Linked DNA regions of Danio rerio: region 2 is linked to region 1. The links are chromatin contacts, called in public HiCAR-type maps. All regions are on one chromosome and are shown on one strand. The core of a region is the stretch at or near the end of the contact, and the rest is flanking DNA. Distances in the headings are between cores, read along the strand shown.

The links. HiCAR-type assays count read pairs that join an accessible place to other places.
Region 2: a contact with region 1 is called in a HiCAR-type map of caudal fin, with 11 times the contacts expected there. The contact joins the promoter of LOC560947 here to the promoter of xrcc2 in region 1. A contact is called at or near these places in 7 of 18 Hi-C or Micro-C datasets (caudal fin, embryo, hematopoietic stem cells and 2 more) and 1 of 4 datasets of contacts at active chromatin or transcription factors (caudal fin).

The regions. Positions count from the first base shown.
Region 1 is chr24:7,531,129-7,537,640 of GRCz12tu, forward strand. It overlaps xrcc2 (X-ray repair complementing defective repair in Chinese hamster cells 2), which reads left to right and starts at 1,763. Exons shown (of 3, transcript NM_001386478.1): 1 at 1,763-1,899. The coding sequence starts at 1,825. actr3b (actin related protein 3B) reads right to left here and starts at 1,637. Exons shown (of 9, transcript NM_001089556.1): 1 at 1,581-1,637. The coding sequence starts at 1,627.
Region 2 is chr24:7,761,149-7,767,872 of GRCz12tu, forward strand. LOC560947 reads left to right here and starts at 1,925. Exons shown (of 10, transcript XM_073941487.1): 1 at 1,925-2,545; 2 at 3,368-3,635; 3 at 3,752-4,084; 4 at 4,201-4,314; 5 at 4,668-4,823; 6 at 5,182-5,403; 7 at 6,055-6,273. The coding sequence starts at 3,450. kmt2ca (lysine (K)-specific methyltransferase 2Ca) reads left to right here. Exons shown (of 59, transcript XR_012399697.1): 59 at 1-19.

The DNA of each region.
Region 1 (6,512 bases), core at 513-3,012:
TAAATCATGCAGAAAAGCATATCATGCATATTTCTTTGCTTCCTATAGAAGCCAAGCTTATAAGAGCCTCTTTATTTATCATATGAAAATACTAGATGCATTATCAAGACAGCTGTGTCTGCATTAGTTGTTTTGGTAAAGCTTTTGAATTAGGGTCCATTAGTTAATGCATTTGAACTTTGTACAAACAAATGATCTTGAATAGCATCTATTAATCATAGTTCAATCATAGTTAATGTATTATCAAAATCCAAAGTTGTGCTTGATTACATTAGTTAATGCACTGCGAGTTAATGAACTAATGAACTTTATTTTAATTAGGTTAATAAAGATGAATAAATACTGTAATAAATTGTTTGTGTTAGAAATAATAGACACTCATTTTAAAAATATTTAAAAAATTTTATGTTTTACAGGACTGAAGTTATCACTAGACATTAAAAAATATTAATAACTGAAGTACTAATCATAGTTTAACAGTATCAATTAAAGGTGTGGAATATTTTTGAATTGGTCAATTTTTCTGAAAGAAGTCCCTTATGTTCAACCAGACTGCATTTATTTTCCTTCATTCATTCATTTTCCTTCAGCTTTGTCTCTACTTCAGAAGTCGTCACAGTGGAATGAACCACCAACTATTCCACCATATGTTTAACACAGTGGATGCTCTTTCAGCTGCAACTTGGTATTGGGAAACACATACACACTCTTATTCTCACACATACACACACACACACACACACACACACACACACACACACACTTTTACTATAACCAATTTCTGTTTACCCAATTCATCTATAGCGCATGTCTTTGGACTGTGGGGGAAACTGGAGCACCCGAAGGAAACCCACGCAAACACGAGGAGAACATGCAAACTTCACACGGAAATGCCACCTAGCCCAGCTGCGACTCGAACCAGCGACCATCTTACTGTGAGGCGACAGTGCTAACCACTGAACCACCGTGCCACCCTCTGACATATTTTGTTTTAGTTTTTGTTTCCATATTTTATTCAACATTAGCTAATGTTAATGTATTTACTACCACACACTAATTATGAATAACTCTTATAGCTTTAATGAATTATAGTTCAACATGTACTAATGCATTGTTAAAATCAAAATGCATGCTTGTTAGGTAACTAATAACTTGTTTGTTAAAACGAACTAACAATGGAAAACTATATTTCCATTAATGTTAACAAGGATAAATAAATCATTATTATAATTAATATATCATAATTAATAATAAATGAATACTTAATAATGCTACTTGTTCGTTGTAGTAAATGCATTGCACTACATTAAATAATACAACCGTATTGTAATGTGTTATCCATGTTTTATAAAATAGCCCACAATACCAATGTTTTAACTCCAATTAAAAAACTTAAGAGTGCAGTATTTACTATTAATTGTGTAGTGACGTATATCAAACATATAATATTGATACAGAGGCACATATATAGTCAAAAAATATTATTTAGTCAGCAACAACAAAGAGACACAATATTTTTTTAAAGCCTTGCTATATCCACCAGGCATATAAACACATTCGGTGACTGTAAACAAACTCACCCTGTCCCGCAGTCAATCACGCATGGAGGGGGCCGAGCTGCTGCCATCACCAGCACTAACGTAACATTCAAGCACACAAACACAACAGCATGTCACAACAAAAACGACGTCACACAAACCATGTGTCGTTAACAGGCTTGTCAGGTATACCTTTAAAACGGTGTAAATTATCCCACGATAATGCTTTGCAGAGTTATTTTTCGCGAGTGCTTCCCGAGTCAAAGGGAAGGCAAAAAATAGAAACATGCTGGATCCACTCGCGCTGCCTCATCATGGTCCACAAGGTCTGCCTGTCAGCGAAAATACGAACCCTACTATGGTAAAGGAGAGCTTATTAATATTCATCATGAGCCAAGCCTCCGCCAGCACAAATGTAAAACGTTCGCTAACTGGAAGACTACTGAGTAACGTAAACACGGCGTAATTAATATTCATAACCATAACTTTCGCCGTAGTAGGCTCCGTAATTTCATGAGCTAGCAAACTGCCTGAACAGAGCGAATGGCGCATTATGATTTGTTTACTTGCCTCTTGTTTACAGTGAGATGAACGTATATGGGGGTTCGGGTGGTTTGGAAGACCACCACTCACTGATAAAGGTCCAGAATTGCTTCATTCATGAGCTCATTTGTCCTATTTTGACTTTTATGCCATGATAAATATTGAAAATAACCCATTCAAAAAAGGGTTTAATACCAAGCGGAATTGGCTGCCGCTTCGGTTTGACTTAGCTAATCAGTTTCAGCCAATAAACAAATGTTTTCACTTTACAATCTGGCGTCAGAGAAGTCTTCTTTCGCTATGTTTTTAAACAGAGAAAACATTTTACAAGTAACTTTTTTCTAAATCTTGGAAACAAATAAAAAAATGAGCAATAAAAAGTAAAGCGGCTCATATTGAAAATGATTTGAATACTATTTCGGCCATTGTTGTTATCCATCATTTTCAAATGTAGGCTGTACGTTCTTTACAGGAGAGGCTAGAAAAATTGTGAAGCTCTACATTATTATTATGTTAATAATATATTAAATATTTAATTATTTTGCTTTTCAAATGGACTGAGGAAAGTTGAATGTGCTGGCCAGTTGTTGTTGTTATTGCTATTTGCCTAATAAATGACAATAGACTACAGTTTTTATTTAAGTTTTTAACAGATTCCAATTTTTTTCTAATGATGTATGATGTAAATAATATGTATTTAAAAATAAGTATTAGTTTACATTTCTTTAATGTAAATCTTTGGGAAATATTTTTGACATATCAAAAAAGTGTGGTTATGATGACCATCTGACAAGCTAATTCAGCTAAAATATTGCTTAAAATGTTACTAAATGCAGTATTTAAATCTCATAATTTTATAAAATTTCCCAGAGATGGTTTGCAGCTGGAAGGGCATCTGCTGCGTAACGCATATGCTGGATAAGTTGGCGGTTCATTCCGCTGTGGCAACCCCAGATTAAGAAAGGGACCAAGCCACTTTTTTAAAAAAAGGACCATCCCTTTCACCAGGCTAGCTATGGGCCTGCTTGGTATATAAATTTAATCATTTATCAAGGAACAGTAGATATTTCTTTACATTTTATTATTTTATTTTATTTTATTTTATTTTATTTTATTTTATTTTATGGAACAACCTGGTGGCGCAGTGGGAAACATAATCGCCTCACAGCAAGAAGGTCACTGGTTCAAGCCTCGGCTGTGTCAGTTGGCATTTCTGTGTGGAGTTTGTATGTTCTCCCTTTAAAATTATATATTTGTGCATATATATTAGATTAGTCAGCATCAAAGACAAAACTGGAACTAAACTAACAAAAAATAGAAATTAAGATCACAGCCCAAAACTTTGTACAACCAAAATAATGGGGAAAACATATTAAATACTGTTTTATTAAAAATGATAAATATAGAACACATAAAACAAATTAAATTGTATTATTGTAATTGTGTAGTTTGTAAAAAAAATTGCAATAATTAATTTGAATAATGTACTGTATGATATTTGTCTTCCTAAATACGTTAGGTGACCAAACTCTTATTTTAATGGATGTAACTGTTTAATTATAAAAACCTAAATTATTAAACAAATTAGTGACTATATTCACTTGAAAAAAAAAAATGGCTAAAAATACAAAATTTTAAAAGGGGGTGTACTCATTTGTACTGAGCCCAGAATAAACATTTCTGAAGGCTAACGTTAAACTCTAGGTGGCAGTCGATCCTAATTTTACATTATGAGATGCATGTTTAAAGTCATACTGTGTATTATTTTACTCACTTTATACTAACTTTGACATATTGATCTGTTGTTCTCTTTGTAATGTATATATATATATATCGCATTGTTTACTAGCTTTTATTATTAGGTTTATTATTTGCAGATAGTCCTATGCCATTATAAAATAGTACTTTATGTATGAGAGCCCGATGTAAACATACACGTGTATATGATTTTCCACTAATAGTGTAGCTACAATTTAACGTTTAATCTCTAAATAAAATTGTAGCATATTTTTATTTATGCAAAATACTCCAACTATAAAATATTACAAAGTTATAAATTTAGTTTCAGAACTAACGTTAGCGTGTAGGATATAATGGGACCTTTATTTTGAAGTGTGGTCTCGCGTTTATTTACCAGGAAATAGATTTATGAAATAACTGCGCGAAAAGCAACGAAATGACAGCACGAGTCAGGATGGCTGAGAATGGAGCACAGGTACATCTGATAACCTTAAATCACTTCACATAAAAATGATTATATTTATATTATTATTTATATATTTGAACGTATGCTTTAGTATTTATCACCAGCTGGAAACCATTAACTATTTATGCAGAAAAACATGAACACAAGATCCGTATAAGATGGTCATATACAGATCTAGCTTAATGTTGATAAAGAAGTACTAATCAAGATTTAGCGTTAGCCAGTTTCAGTGACATCGCTTATGATTGAATGGGATAGTACACTTGACAGTAACGATACTGTCATACAACTTGTATATGTTGCTTGCTGTTAACATCAGTGTTTAAGCAGGGTTCAACGCTAAGGATTTTTTTCTACGGGCCAGTGGTTCAGCTTTTTACTTGCCCTGCTAAAATTTTCACTGGCCCCACCAAAAAAAGAGAAGCTAATAGCTATTTCTTAGCCACCTACAGCATTTCAAATGTGTCAAAAGCCAAACATAATTGTAATACCAATCCTTTTATTCAGCATAACTTTTTTTTAAAATACAACTGACAATTTATAAAATACAATTGTGATGTAACTAAATTTGATAGTGTTTATATATATATATATATATATATATATATATATATATATATATATATATATATATATATGTGTGTGTGTGTGTGTGTGTGTGTGTGTGTGTGGGTGTGTGCTGGTCCAAAGTTTGGGGTCAGTTTTATTTTATTATTATTATTTTTTTAAGTTTTTTTTTTAATGGAAAATTATTGAGTTCATCATGGCGACATTTATTATTATTTATTTATTATTATTATTTAAAAAAATTTAAATTGTTAAATATTTATTAATTTTAAATGACTGCTTTCTTATTGTATGTACAGGGCTCAACAATAAGGACAGCCCGATGGCCCGGGTCAGCTTGAGAGACGCTCGGGACAGTAGACAATATCATTACTGGCCCGATTGGGCCAGTGCTGCCCTGTCACTAAAGTTAAATTTGCCTGCGACAGTACGACCAATTGTCAATTGTGTAGAGTCGAGAAACAGTTTGTGCTTTTAATCCTTTAAATGATACCTTTTCTCTGATGTCTTAAACACCATATTGCTTCTCAGTTCCTCTTAACTGGGATGCATTTCCCAAAACCATCGTTAGCCAACCAAGGTCGCAAGTTCTGTCGTTACAAGCATAGTTTGGTGACTTGCCGTTTCCCAAATCCGTCCCTCCAACGAACATTCGCAAACTGCGTCGCAAGCTTGAGAACTACTATACCTCTGTAGCTGTAGTTCGAAACATAGTTCCTGGCTTTGATCTATTCCCACTTATTAACTTATCATTAACACTCTAACATTCAAAGTTGGAATTATATAAGTAAAAAAGCATTAAGGTCATCTCTCTTAGGTGTAATTTGCTTTCTAACTATTTTTACAGTTCAGTTTTAGCACTCTTCATGTTTACATTTGCGCTCCCTTCGCAGTGCAATTCGAAAACATTCATGTCACTCTGAGCACAGCCCCATGGCGAAAGCTATAGGTGATCCATTATTTAAAAGCGGAATTTATGTTACGTCTCCAATGCTTGTGAAAACAAAAAGCATACGTTAATGCTTTTAATTTATAGTAGGTTATTTATTAAGTATCTGTGCTGTATATGACATGGGCCTGCTGGTTAGAACTTTCTGCAGTGGTTTACAAGTGTCAAATTGTAAAAGTAATCTTTAAAAAAATAAATAAATGAATAAACAATATCTACTTATTAATAATAATAATCATCATAATTAATATTATTATTAAAGTATAATTTTTCATTTCTAATACATAATAATTAATACATTTAATTTTTTTGATAAATCGCCTGATTATTTATTTATTTGTTTATATGATTTATATATGATATTAGTATATGTATTAGCTTTTGTAAGTGACTTTATGTTTTATATGATATGTCATTCTCAATATTTGTAAAGCAAACATAGGCCCTAAATGTGCCATATATTTCAATTAATATGGAAAGCGAGTGCATGTTTTTTCCAAATCTTGGATTTTATTTTAAAATGCATGTTTGTGTAAAACAATATCATTTGCACAAAGAAATTATGGGGTTCTTCTCGTAGTTACTCCACCCAGTTTAGAGCGCCATTATGGGCGCTTTACATTATAACTAACATGGTTCGAGCAATGAATCTGCGACAGAGAAACTATGCGTTTTGGAAAACACTAGTCACTACATCATTCTTTTCCCC
Region 2 (6,724 bases), core at 675-3,174, 230 kb after region 1:
AATAAAATATTTTACATCATGTTGCTTTTCTGTGTTCATTATGGTGGGGGAGGGGGGGGGGTCATCATGTTCATTTTAATTATGACATTTTATAATACGATATTGGAAAAATATAACATTGCAATATTTTGCTTTGCTGTGATATACACTACAGTTAGGTTCATAAATATTTGGAAATAAACATAATTCTAATTTTTTTGGGCTCTATACACCAACACAATGGATTTGAAATTAAACGAACAAGATGTGCTTTAACTACAGACTGTCAGCTTTAATTTGAGGGTATTTACATCCAAATCAGGTGAACGCTGTAGGAATTACAATGGTTTACATATGTGCTCCCACTTGTTAAGGGGAGGCACATATGTAAATATATGCCAAGTTCACCTTTCTTTCCCATTCTGATGATCGGTTTTAACTGCAGCAGATCGTCTTGTCCTTGTCTACATGCCTAAGTGCATTAAGTTGCTGCCATGTGATTGGCTTTTTAGTCGACTACAAACAAAATCTCAGTTATAAAATGGACAGTTCATGTCGTTGAGTCTGAGTTTGTCCTTGATTCTGCAGCTTTTGCTTTGGTAAATATTCTGCTCTCAGTATTGCGCCAAAGAAACCTTTATTTGTTTCATTTCTTGTGTTTTATTTGTGTGAAACCTTGCTGCTGTTAAGAAATAAGCATGAAGCTGTGGTTTATAGTGAGTTTATAATGGTACAGTACATCACTCCACATAAATCCCCCTTTTAAATTCACTGAACCGTTGCTTCTTTTGGCTCTCTGCTTTATTTTTGTTGTTTCTAAATCCTCACTTTAAGCCCAAAGTCATTTTATTTTGAATTTAATTCTAATTTAGTTTTTTTTTTTTTTTTTTTTTAAATAAATAAATAACTTAAAAGCTTTTTGGAGCTCTCTCTCTCTCTCTCCCCTCTCTCTCTCTCTCTCTCTCTCTCTCTCCCCTCTCTCTCTCTCTCTCTCTCTCTCTCTCTCTCTCTCCCTCTCTCGCTGGCTCTTTTGGTCAGATCAAATGATTTATAAAATGAAACGGATCAAATAAACAGTTCCTCAAGTTAGTACTGATATCAGATGCTTACCAAGCTGCAATTACTGCATGTCTGTGGGGTATTTTACAACAGCCTAGAACACCGCTCAGCCAATCAGAATCAAGGACTGGAGCAATTTGATTTATTATTATCCAGGGTTTTCCTGGTGTGGTATTCTGAGCATGACGTTTTGACTGCTTGATATAAATACATTTTGCATTATTGAAATCTTATTAAGCAAAACATTATCTTATTTACAAAAAGAAACTAAGAAGCTAACATTAAATGTGTTATTTATTACATAACCAGTGCTTGAGCAACACTTGGGGTCTGTCTGCCTTATTTTTGTCAAAAACATGAAACAAAATGATAATATGTGGCCACTATGTAGGAACATTTTAATTAACTATAGTAAATGTTACAGTGCTGCTCTGTTCCAGAAATTCCCTTTCTTTAACACCTTTATATACAACATGAATACACAATTGATGAATGAATGAATGAATGAATAAATTGAATGAATGAATGAATGAATGAATGAATGAATGAATGAATGAATGAATGAATGAATGAAATATCAAAAAAGTGAAAAACACACACACACACATACACACACACACACACACACAAACACTGGAGTCTCAGATTGGCCACCTGCATGATAAATGTGGGCATTGCATTAATTGTATGTAGGCTACTGTTCTAGAGTCAGCAGGTAAAACATGTGCCAGGGTTGTGTATCATTCACCGTGGTGACCCCTGATGAAGAGCTGGATATGCAGAGAGGTGAGTAAGTTGGACTACAATTGAATTACTTCACTAAAATAATTCACTGTTTGCAAGCATTGAAAACTCCACCTGCTGGCGACACCTGCTGGCCAAAACTGTGTACATGCGACCAAAGCTCAAACTCAAACGTGCATATTAAGCTCTTACAAACGGTTTATTGAAGATATTCTCTTAAATGCAATTAACTATAGAATAACCGTCACATCACGGAATAAAAGAGGTTACTGGCGGCAATAAAGAATTACACTAATAAAAAATAGTGAGTAGAGCAACAGAATGCATGTCTTCTATTCAATTTCACAACTTATGTACCTCTAAACTATTAATATTGTAATTATTAGTTGTAGTATTTTATTGTATTGTTTTTTCTTAAAATATGGTATTAGCTTTAGATGTTTTAGCAGTAAATGTTCTGTAAATGTTTTGCAATGTTTTTGTTTTTAAATTTTTTAAAGAAAAAAATACGCACAACATGTTTTAAAATGAATATAAATTTATTTGAATGTACTTCATGCTATACAAATATTACAAGAAATGGGAAATGCATCAATATAAACTCATTTAAAAGCATATATTGTGTTAATGACCACTTCAGCTATAACTACACATACTGTAGTGATGTAATAGATTCCCCCGCGCCGTCGTCATGGTTATTTCGGAACGTTCAGATATATTGGAGTGTTCTACTTTTTACATCATACCGAGTTGTCGAATGATCGTAAGTACATTTTACTCTGTGCTCTTTAACTTTTTTATGTTAATAAATCTGTTTTTTCTGTTAAAAATGTTTAATATTTCAGAAAACATGCTGTTTTTAGCTCAAATATTGTATCATAGCCGCTTTTCCGCTGTCCGGTTTTGGTTAAAGGTGTCTGGCAGACCAAAAACCCTGGCGGTGACCGGAGGTATAGGTCTTTACAGGCCGGGCAGTTGAAAAGCAGCTATTGATTTAAACTAACGTTACACGCAGTGAAATACACATTCACAATGCTATACAGTGGGTGTTTTAAGCGGGGATGAAAGCAACATTTGAATGTAAAAACCTAATTAACAAAACTAAATGTTTGTTGTGGTAACTAACTCTGTCCAGACCAGCTGTTAATTTGTATCAATGTAGAACAACTTCAATACTGTAACTTCACGTCAAACAAAAGTTGCAGATTGTTACTGGGTGGGTCAGAAGTAACACAATATTTGCTGGATTTACTGGCTTAATCTTGTTTATTTGAAATATATTTGACTATGATCTTGGTAATGTTAAAAAAAAGAACTGATATGAATTCTGCTCTTAAAAGCTGAAATTCAGACCTAACCGCAGGACACAGTCCTAAAATCAGTTGATATTTGGCAGCTCCATCAAGGCTTGTGCTGTTATAGCCTGGAAAGCAAATGTTGTCAGGGTTTTCCCATGTTACTTTCATCCTTGCTCTCCCCTAATGCTGTAATTTTCATGATTACTGTGTGTTTTGGTTATTTTAAGAGAATACAAACTGTTCAGAAGCTTTTTATTATTTACTAATCTCATTTCTTTGTTTCACAGTGCTTTACTGTGTGTTTGCCATCGTCATCAGTGTCTATCGATCTTCTACTTCTTCTGTTTCGTCATTGCGTTTGTCACCAGCATGTCGACCATTGATTTCAACCATCTTTCCAACCTGATTCCTGCCTCTCTGTCACCTGAGAGCGCAGAAGAGCTCGCCACGGCCCTCTCCACCGGCCGCTGGTGGGCTATCATGGAGGTGTTACACCCCATCGATGAGGAGCGTCAGTTTGACTTCACTTCAGATCACCAGAGTCAAACTGTGGAGGTAACTTACAAAAAATGAAATATTAATAAAACGAAAAAGCAAAATCAAGTTAACCTGAGTCAAATTAACTCATAATATATTAAACTGACTTAAGATTATGTCTGATTCTTCAACAGGACGAGTTTTCTGCGTCTGGTCCAGCAGAGACAGCAGATGCGTCCTCCGTCACTGAGGCCTCAGGTGAGCTCGCCACTGCCCTCGCTGCAGGGGCCATCATGGTGGCTGAGCGCCCTGTTGAGGAGCCTCAGGTTGACATCTCCTCAGTGCCGTTTTTGGAGGCACCAGAAACATCACCAGGAGCTTCTGTGCCTGAGAACAGGGAACCCACCACATCCCCAGTCCTCAAGAGCCAGCCTGGAGCTCCTGTGTATGCCGAGTCTGACACCCCGGGCTACGGAAATCAAATCCCCACGCCTGCTGAGCCAGCTTTGGGCCCACCTGTGTGTCCTGTAAGTCACTACTGCCTCTCGCTTTCACTTATCTTCAGAATATTAATTAAAGGAAGCTTTAAACTGGGCTATTAAGTTCTGAGTATTTAATTAATCTGTTTGTTTTTTTTCGATAGGGCAACGGATACATGTTTCAGATGGTTTCAGCAGAGCCTAAAGATTATAAAAGACTTCGAAGAGTTTCGAGGTGTCGCCGGTCTCCGACTCTGCAGCAGATAAGAGAGGCATGGGTGAGTTCCTGCTTCCTTTTAGTTATACTCAGTGTTACTGGGTGGAGATTTTAGTCTATACAGTAGTGAACATTTGAAAATTGAGATTGGGAGATGTTCAATAGTTTTAAAACAACCAGTGTTGACCACCCCACACCGAGTATACTATTATCTGCAGCCATCATTTAAAAGCTCACAGATCAACACATGATTTATCTAGAACCTGCTTCATTCATAGACTCCACATATAGAAGTTTAAATTGTCAGATCTTCAGGTTGTCTGTAAATCTGTTCAGAGTAACATGATTTTGTCTTTGTCTCCAACAGCTTAAAGAATAATTATATTATATAATTATATTTAAATGCCTCTTCAGAAGCAGCAGCATGTGGAGGTTGTGGCCAGTAGGGGACAAAATCGAATCCCTGAACCACAACCTGAAAGACCTCAGCTGACAGATGTGAACGAAATAATCCGTGAGCTTCTGTCTGGTCTTGAGCCTGCTCTTCCTCCCAAAGCAATGAGAGAACCGGTTAGTTCCTGCTTTCTGTTTTACCCAGTCTTAGAATTAAAAATTAGTGTTGGAAAAAGCCCTAAATGTGTTACTTGGTTACTTTTAAAAGCAAGTCATGTGACAAATGAGTTATATTTGCATTATATTATATTATTGCGTTGATATTACTGGCCTGTGCAAAAAAAGGTTTCCAAATGTTTATATGGAGTTTTATGGAGTAAATCAACAAATCACAGTGTGTGTGTCTGAATACACTCACTTAGGGTTTTGGTAGATTCAGTGTTAAATCATAGACTTCACAGTAGCAATTTGAGTTGACAGATCTTCAGCTTGTCTGTAAATCTGTTGAGTAACATGATTTTGTCTTTGTCTCCAGCAGGATGAAGCATTTGTCAATCAGATGCCTCATCAGAACCTGCAGCATGTGGAGGTTGTGGCCAGTAGGGGACAAAATCAGATCCCTGAACCACAACCTGAGCAGCAGCAACAGAATGAACCTGAGAGACCCCAGCAGAGAGACTTAGTAGTGAACCGAAGAGTCCGTGGGGTTCTGCGTGGTCTTCAGTCTGCTCGTCCTCTCAGAAGAATGAGAGAACAGGTTAGTCAGTCTTAGAATTAAAAAAAGAGTCTACACTGAATGTACTTTTCCAGGATTGTTTCCCAAAAAAATCAAGCATCAATCTGCTTATCAGTGCTGGAAAAAAGTAAATAAATGTGTTGCTTAGTTACTTTTTAAAGTAGGTGATGTAAAAAATATGTTATATCTGCATTTTTTTAGATTAAGATGGTCATATATGACTTTTTTACCCAACACTAATGCTTTTAAATATGCTCAAATGTTCTCTTTAACTCTTGTGTATTGTTATTACCCTTTCATTATGTTAGTGGCTGTTTTTGCCCCATTGACCTTCATTATAATGACACTTTTGATTGTAAAGCCTTGACAGCAAGTAATCATGTATTCTTGATTGTTGGTGGCTTTCTCAGTTGAGAAGAGGAAACATTTTACTGTTGATCATTAGTTTGCTCTATTAACCCTTTAGACAGGCCTGTGCAGAAAACTGTCAAGCTTTTATATGAAGTTCTATTGAGTAAATCAACTCAGTGTGTGTGTGTGCATAAATATTTACAGCGTTTTGGTAGATTCATTGTTAAATCATAGATTCCACATATAGAAGTTTGAGTTGACAGATCTTCAGCTTGTCTGTAAATCTGTTGAGCAACATGATTTTGTCTTTGTCTCCAGCAGGATGAAGCATTTGTGAATCAGATGCCTCATCAGAACCTGCAGCATGTGGAGGTTGTGGCCAGTAGGGGACAAAATCAGATCCCTGAACCACAACCTGAGCAGCAGCAACAGAATGAACCTGAGAGACCTCAGCAGAGAGACTTAGTAGTGAATGGAAGAGTCCGTGGGGTTCTGCGTGGTCTTCAGTCTGCTCGTCCTCTCAGAAGAATGAGAGAATTGGTTAGTCAGTCTTTACTCACTTTTAGAATTAAAAAAGAGTCTACCCTGAATGTACTTTTCCAGGATTGTTCCCCAAAACAGTTATTAAATGCGTTAATTAGCTACTTTTTAAATAAGTGATGTAAAAAAACTTTATATTTGCATTATTTTTAGATTAAAATGGTCATGTATTACTTTTTTTCTAATGCTGTTGCTTAAAAATAAGCTCAAATGTTCTCTTTAACTCTTGTGTATTGTTACTATCCTTTCATTATGTTAGTGGCTGTTTTTGCTCCATTGACCTCCATTATAATGAGACTTTTTGATTGTAAAGCCTTGACAGCAAGTAATCACACATTCTTCACTGTCGGTGGTTTTCCTGCTTGAGAAGAGGAAACATTTTTACTGTTGACCATTAGTTTGCACTATTACCTCTTTAGAAAGGCCTGTGCAAAAAAAGTGTCTAGCTTTT